Regions from separate parts of the Columba livia genome. Here region 1 is linked to region 2. Evidence: chromatin contacts called from public Hi-C data. All regions are on one chromosome and are shown on one strand. Each heading gives the region's core, a stretch centred on a gene start, on an enhancer-like site or on the middle of the called end of the contact. The rest is flanking DNA. Distances are from core to core; before and after follow the strand shown. Region 1 overlaps ARID1B (AT-rich interaction domain 1B). Region 2 overlaps ARID1B (AT-rich interaction domain 1B).

Region 1 (2,729 bases), core at 8-2,507, 57 kb before region 2:
TTAGAGTCTGTGCTTGGTTTCTGTTTGTTTGTTTGTTTTTAATAAGTAACATCTCAGAGTTGTGGCTTCACTTGGATTCTCTCATAGTCTGTTTTCTTTCTGTCTTCATTCCTTTGTTTTGATTGTGCCATTAAAGAAGACTTAGGAAGACTACATATACACAGCACTGGTGTTTTTAAATGACTGCTAGTTCTTCCTGCATGGCTTGTTAGACATTTTGCCCCCCTGGAAATCACAGTATCAGCCTTTTTGTTCCCATTCTGAGGTACGATGAAGTACAGGAATATATTTTCTCTCTGGAAGTCTTTGGCTTCTTCTGGCCAGAGGGTCATTCCAATGCTTGGATGGCAGCTTGGTGTGAGAGGGTCCATTTGGTCTTTCTACAGAGTTGTCTTTCTTCTCTGCAAAGAAACAGAGGTCAGATATCAGATCCTATGAAATGCTGAGAAATGCACCCATGCACATGCTCACATACACTTACAAACATTTTAGCTCTTTAACTTTTGCTGGTTAGAAACCAGTGCTTTCTAGTGCCTGCTTTTTAATGCCTATATTCACAGTAGTACAGGTCAGATTGAAGTCAGTCCTGGAAATCCTTTACCTTACTTCTGCCAGAAAAACAAACTTTCCCTTCCTGTATAATAATTTTGATCACTTGACCTGCATTTCCATGGAGATGTGATCAGACGGCCATAGTGAGCTAGCTGAACAGGCTGAGAACTGTCTTTTGTCACTTACAGTGTGCAGTGAAACTACAGATTTGAAGAGTAATTAAAGGACCTATAGATTGACATGTTTCTTTTCCCCCACCACCCACATCCACAAAAAATGTAACTTGGAAACAAAATGAGATCAGCTATACAAAGGTTGTTTTTTTTTTTTAAAAATGCTTGTTTAAAGGAAAAACCAAACAACAAAAAAACCCCAACCTTCTCTAACTTTAAAAATCTCTTTTCTAGCAGTCTAAGACATTCTGTATATCCTTCTGTGTATATCTGAATTTCCCACAGACTCCTGATTCCTGTGTGCTGCGTTTAGATCATGTGGACTCTGTTTTGTCGAAAGCCAAATGTTGTAGCCCACAGAACTCAAACGTTCATGATTAAACAAGCGCAGATCGGGCAGCTAATGCTCCTTCAGGTTCAGCCTGGGGCTTTTGGTTCAGGGTCACTCACAGGATCGCTGTGTACCTCCCAATCTTATTGGGGTGAGTGACAAAATCTACCAGCAAGTGCTGGCCCGTGTTGCAGCTGGGACCAGGAGAACATGGTGCAGGGACATGATGTGGTGGCGTGTGCCACTGCTCCATCTGGGGCTGGAGTGTGTGTGTGGGGGATGTGTTAGTGCTTGCTGGCCAGCTATGTATGTTCTGTACGGCTCTATTTGGGGTTTTGGTCTCTGAACACTTCAGGGCTCTGTCAGGTGAGAAGTGGCCTTTCTGGTGGGGATACAAGAGCTCATGGTGTTTCATGACCTGGCAAATGGAGGGCCAAGTGTCTCAGTTTCTGCAGAACAGACTTAGTTTTCCATCAGGCTAGGTAACAATAAGTTATGGATGTAATGCCATTTACATTATATATGTTTACATTAACATAAAAAAATATACTTCAAGGTGTTGGATTGTTTGAGGATCTATCCTTTCTGCGGCTCCTCTGTCTCCTTCCTAAGGGGTTTGCAGGGTAACCCAACTTTAGTAAACAGAAAGGGAGTATATTACTTTTCTCTTGGTTTATGGCATATGGCTGTGATGCTGTGGGGGACATGGCACCTAGAAGAAGAACTGTGTTACCTGCTGAAGACTCACTGAGGTGGATTTAAAAAACAAAACACATCGGAGCTTGAATTCTTGGCTTCCTGAGCAGCACATGGCACTACTGCTAGCCTACAAAGGCCCAGTCTATGGATTGATTTCTCAGTGGATATTTTTGTCATGCTTAATAAGAGCATATTGATGATACAGCAGTGTACAAGCTAAGTTAATGTCTGTTTTTTCTGCACTGCTATTACTCTTTATTGCCAGTATCCACATAGTGGCAAAACTTGAAAGTGAGCTTTCTCCTTCCCTGGGAGGGTTTTCTCCACTGAACCAATCTTGCAAGTATCCCTATGCTTTTCATGTAGGACGAAAAACTGAAAACGACCGGGTTTGGTTTTTTTTTGTTGTTGGAATGACTCTATAAAATTAAAAGCGTGTTGATTTAACGCGCTCGGGTTCTCCCAGCTGGCCGGGCGCAGGGGCCCGCTCTCCCCTGGCAGAGGCATTGGTGGCAGCTCTGCGAGGTGGTTTGGCGAGGGAGGCCCCGGGAAGGAGCGTCCTGCCCCGCGGGGGCTGAGGGGCGCTCCCCGGGGTCCGGGAGGGCGGGCGGCGGTTCAAGGCCGCCTCGGAACCGTCCTGGGCATTTTTCTAATTGATCATCAGCTGCCACCGCCCGGGCAGAAAGCTCTCACCGCTCCCTCTGGCTGCTGGAAGTCTGAAATTACATCTTTGTCTTTGAAGTCGGGCGCACTGTTAGCGTCGCCATGGCGACGGGGCGGTAATGGCCTCCGCCGAGCGGAGCCTGGTATTTAGCGCCCAGCGCGGCCCCGCACAAGGCCTCGCTCTCCAGAGCGGTTACTGAACTGTCCCCTCTTAGAAAATGTTTAAAAATGGCCTTACCAGTTTAATAGTCATGGTTTATTTCATTTTAACTGCAAGGATAAAAGCATTATTCCGTTAAATGGGTAGCTTT
Region 2 (2,754 bases), core at 115-2,614:
CGCGCAACAGTCGGCTACAAACGTTGAAGTAAAGAAGAAAAAAAAAAACACAGAACACCCCACCAAACCAACAGCCGAGAGCGAGCGGGATTGCGACACCGAGAGCCGCCCTCGGAAAGCGGCCCCAGCCGATTCCCGGCAGGCCCCGCGCGGCGCGGCGCGGCCCGCCCCTCCCCTCCACTCCCCTCCCCCGCCGCCTCCCGAGGCTCCGCTGCGGCGCCGCCTCTCCTCCCCCCGCCGTTCCCGCTCCCCCTCCCCCGCACGTAGGCGCTTGGAACGGGGAAGGCGGGGGGGAGAGAAAAAAGCCCTTCCAGCCTGACTAGAAAATCAGCCTTGTTTCCTCAGAAACCGCAGCTGCTGCGAGCAGCGAACACGTCAGGCTGGCCCTCCAACACGCACAGATGTGCCTTTGTAAATGCACATAAACGCTGAGGAGGATTGCGTGCTGAGGGCAGACACTCGCCCCGCCGGGGCCCAGGCAAATGGCAGGCGGCTTCTCCTTGCCCAAGGCCGCCCTCTCCTCTCTCTGGCTTTTAGTGGCCCTTGTTCAATTCCTCAGAGTGGCTTAAAGAGCAGCGAAACCTGGAGGCGGCCTAAACACGGAAACTTGGGAACTCGCGTAGAGGGGCCCGCTCCTCAGTGGCCTGCCTCGCCCGGCCTGCGGGGCTGAGCGCAGGTGGGAGCCCTTGGGACTTCGCTTCCCCCTCCTTTTTTTAGGTGGTGTCTTAAAAGGATAGGCACCAAAGATACTGATCTTTTTCTGAGGAGCCTTGGCAGAGCAGGAGAAACGCGGAGAGGGGAGTTTCTGCTGACCTTGGAGAAAGCTTAAAATAAAAAGTTGCATTAAAATTTACTGTAAGGAAGGAGCCTTGTTTATCGTGCCCTCCCCGGCTCTAACTCCACCCTCGGCTGCTTTTTTTCTCCCGTTTCCATCTCCCTCTTCCCTCCCGTCCTCTTTCCCCACGCTCGCTCGCTCTTTTTCAATATAACTTTCAGCCTGGATGAGTTGCAACTCGTTCTGCGTAATTAAAGCGAGTGGCTGATGGTTGAACAGGGATGGAAAATAAGGCCGGGGGGGTGTGTGTGGGGAGGAAGCCGGGCGGGAGCGCCGCTCACTGAGGCAGACAAAAACAGGTCTGGTCGCGCGGCGGCGGGGGAGGGGCGGGCGGGCCGCCATTGGCGCGCGGCGGGGCGCGGGCGCAGCTGCGGGCGCGGGGCGGCGGGGCCGCGGCCATTTGTTCCCGGTGCGGGAACGGGAGCCCGAGCGGCGCCCTTCGCCGCCTTTTTTCATAAGCCACGCACGAAAGAGACTCGCAAAGCGCCTCCCTTCCCCCCCTCCCCCATTAACCCACTGTTGTTTACTTCCTCCTCTTAACAATGGCTTTACAGGATTGTTTTACATTATTTTGGTACTTCCTGCAAATCTGACCGTGATGGCTTAATGGTTTACTCGGGAAGATACTTCTTCGCTTTAACAAAATCCGGCATAGCCCGGTCAGCACGAGTTATATACAGAAAGGCATAACCTAGTTCAGTGCTTATTTTTGACAGTTTAGTTGTGAGCTGGCCCAACTGACACTTTTTTCTTTTTTTTTTTTTTTATTTTTAAATCCACTTTTCCGGGGTATGGTTTTAAGGGCAGAGCTACAGTTGTCCCTGTAGCTGCGGCAGCCGGTAGTCCGTAATCTGCAGCTTGGGTTGCTCTTCACTCAGCAGATCATTCTGTTTATATTAATAAAAGGCAGCTGGGTATGTGAGCACGTAACTGCTGGGGTTGTCGCCAAAGCACAGGGACCGGGTTAGTGCAGGGAGCTGGGCAAGGGAAGAATCGGTACCTGTGTAAACAGCCATGCATGCCCTTGTTGCTTTGGTGGAGAAAGACTCTGAACCAGGTTATAAATGTAACGACATTTCAAAAGACAAAAGTTGCATGTTTAAAACTTCAAATGCACGTTATGCATCTAATTAGACTTGAAACTAGGGCCAGTGTTCTTTTAAGCTTGTTTATTTTTATGGTTAGTAAAAATGAAGGGTTTTATCGCTTTGACAGAAGGATTTGGTTCGAGTAGTTCTTGATTTCAGGAAGCCATCGCTTGCTGGTAGGGGAACAAGTTTTCAAATTGAGCTCTACCCAATATACTTTTTTTAAAACCCAGAGCTCTCCTTTTCTTGCCCTCCCCATGTGCTGTACTTCCCCTCCTCCCCCCAGTGAGTAGGAGGGACAGAAGTTGTGACAGGGCAGGTACTGATTAGCTGCTGTCAGTCTGCACAGATTAACACCTATTTTTAGGTTTTTGAACCTCTTGAGTAATACTAGTTAAATTGGCACAGGTTAATAAGTTGGGGTCCACAGAGCCTCTTAACTGTTCACTGTGAAATTTCAATTAAAGAGACAGTCTCATTTCGTCAAGACGATGGAAAAGGTTTATATTCCAAATGCTTACAGTGTGTGCGTGTGTGTACGCACACAGAACATACATAGGCCTGGAAAACAAAAATTGAAATTAATTACTTTGGGCATGTTAACACAAACACATGCAAAATTAGAGAATTTTTGTATAATAGATCAGCAGTGAAATAGGCTCTGAAAGGAAGCATTTTCACATTTTCTCCTTTTTTTTTTTTTTTTGTATAAATGTAGCATGTAAAAAAACTTAATCTTCGTTTTTTTCATGTTTTCTCCCTATCCTCCCCCCATTATATCATTACACTGTTACACTGACACCCACTGGTAAAAGTTGTTCTGAGATCATG

Evidence for each region. Hi-C and Micro-C count contacts between places; a contact is called where the count stands out from the background.
Region 1: a Hi-C map of crop shows a contact between it and region 2, with 1.9 times the contacts expected there. The contact joins two enhancer-like sites. A contact is called at or near these places in 2 of 2 Hi-C or Micro-C datasets (crop and liver).

Annotation. Positions count from the first base shown.
Region 1 is chr3:64,770,314-64,773,042 of bColLiv1.pat.W.v2, reverse strand. The region is part of intron 4 of ARID1B (AT-rich interaction domain 1B); the gene reads left to right. Among named protein-coding and RNA genes, the nearest start is that of ARID1B, 110 kb to the left of the region's middle. Within about 2 kb of position 1,257, at least 3 of the 3 cell types and tissues checked have an H3K27ac peak away from gene starts, as active enhancers do.
Region 2 is chr3:64,713,216-64,715,969 of bColLiv1.pat.W.v2, reverse strand. The region is part of intron 4 of ARID1B (AT-rich interaction domain 1B); the gene reads left to right. Among named protein-coding and RNA genes, the nearest start is that of ARID1B, 170 kb to the left of the region's middle. Within about 2 kb of position 1,364, at least 3 of the 3 cell types and tissues checked have an H3K27ac peak away from gene starts, as active enhancers do.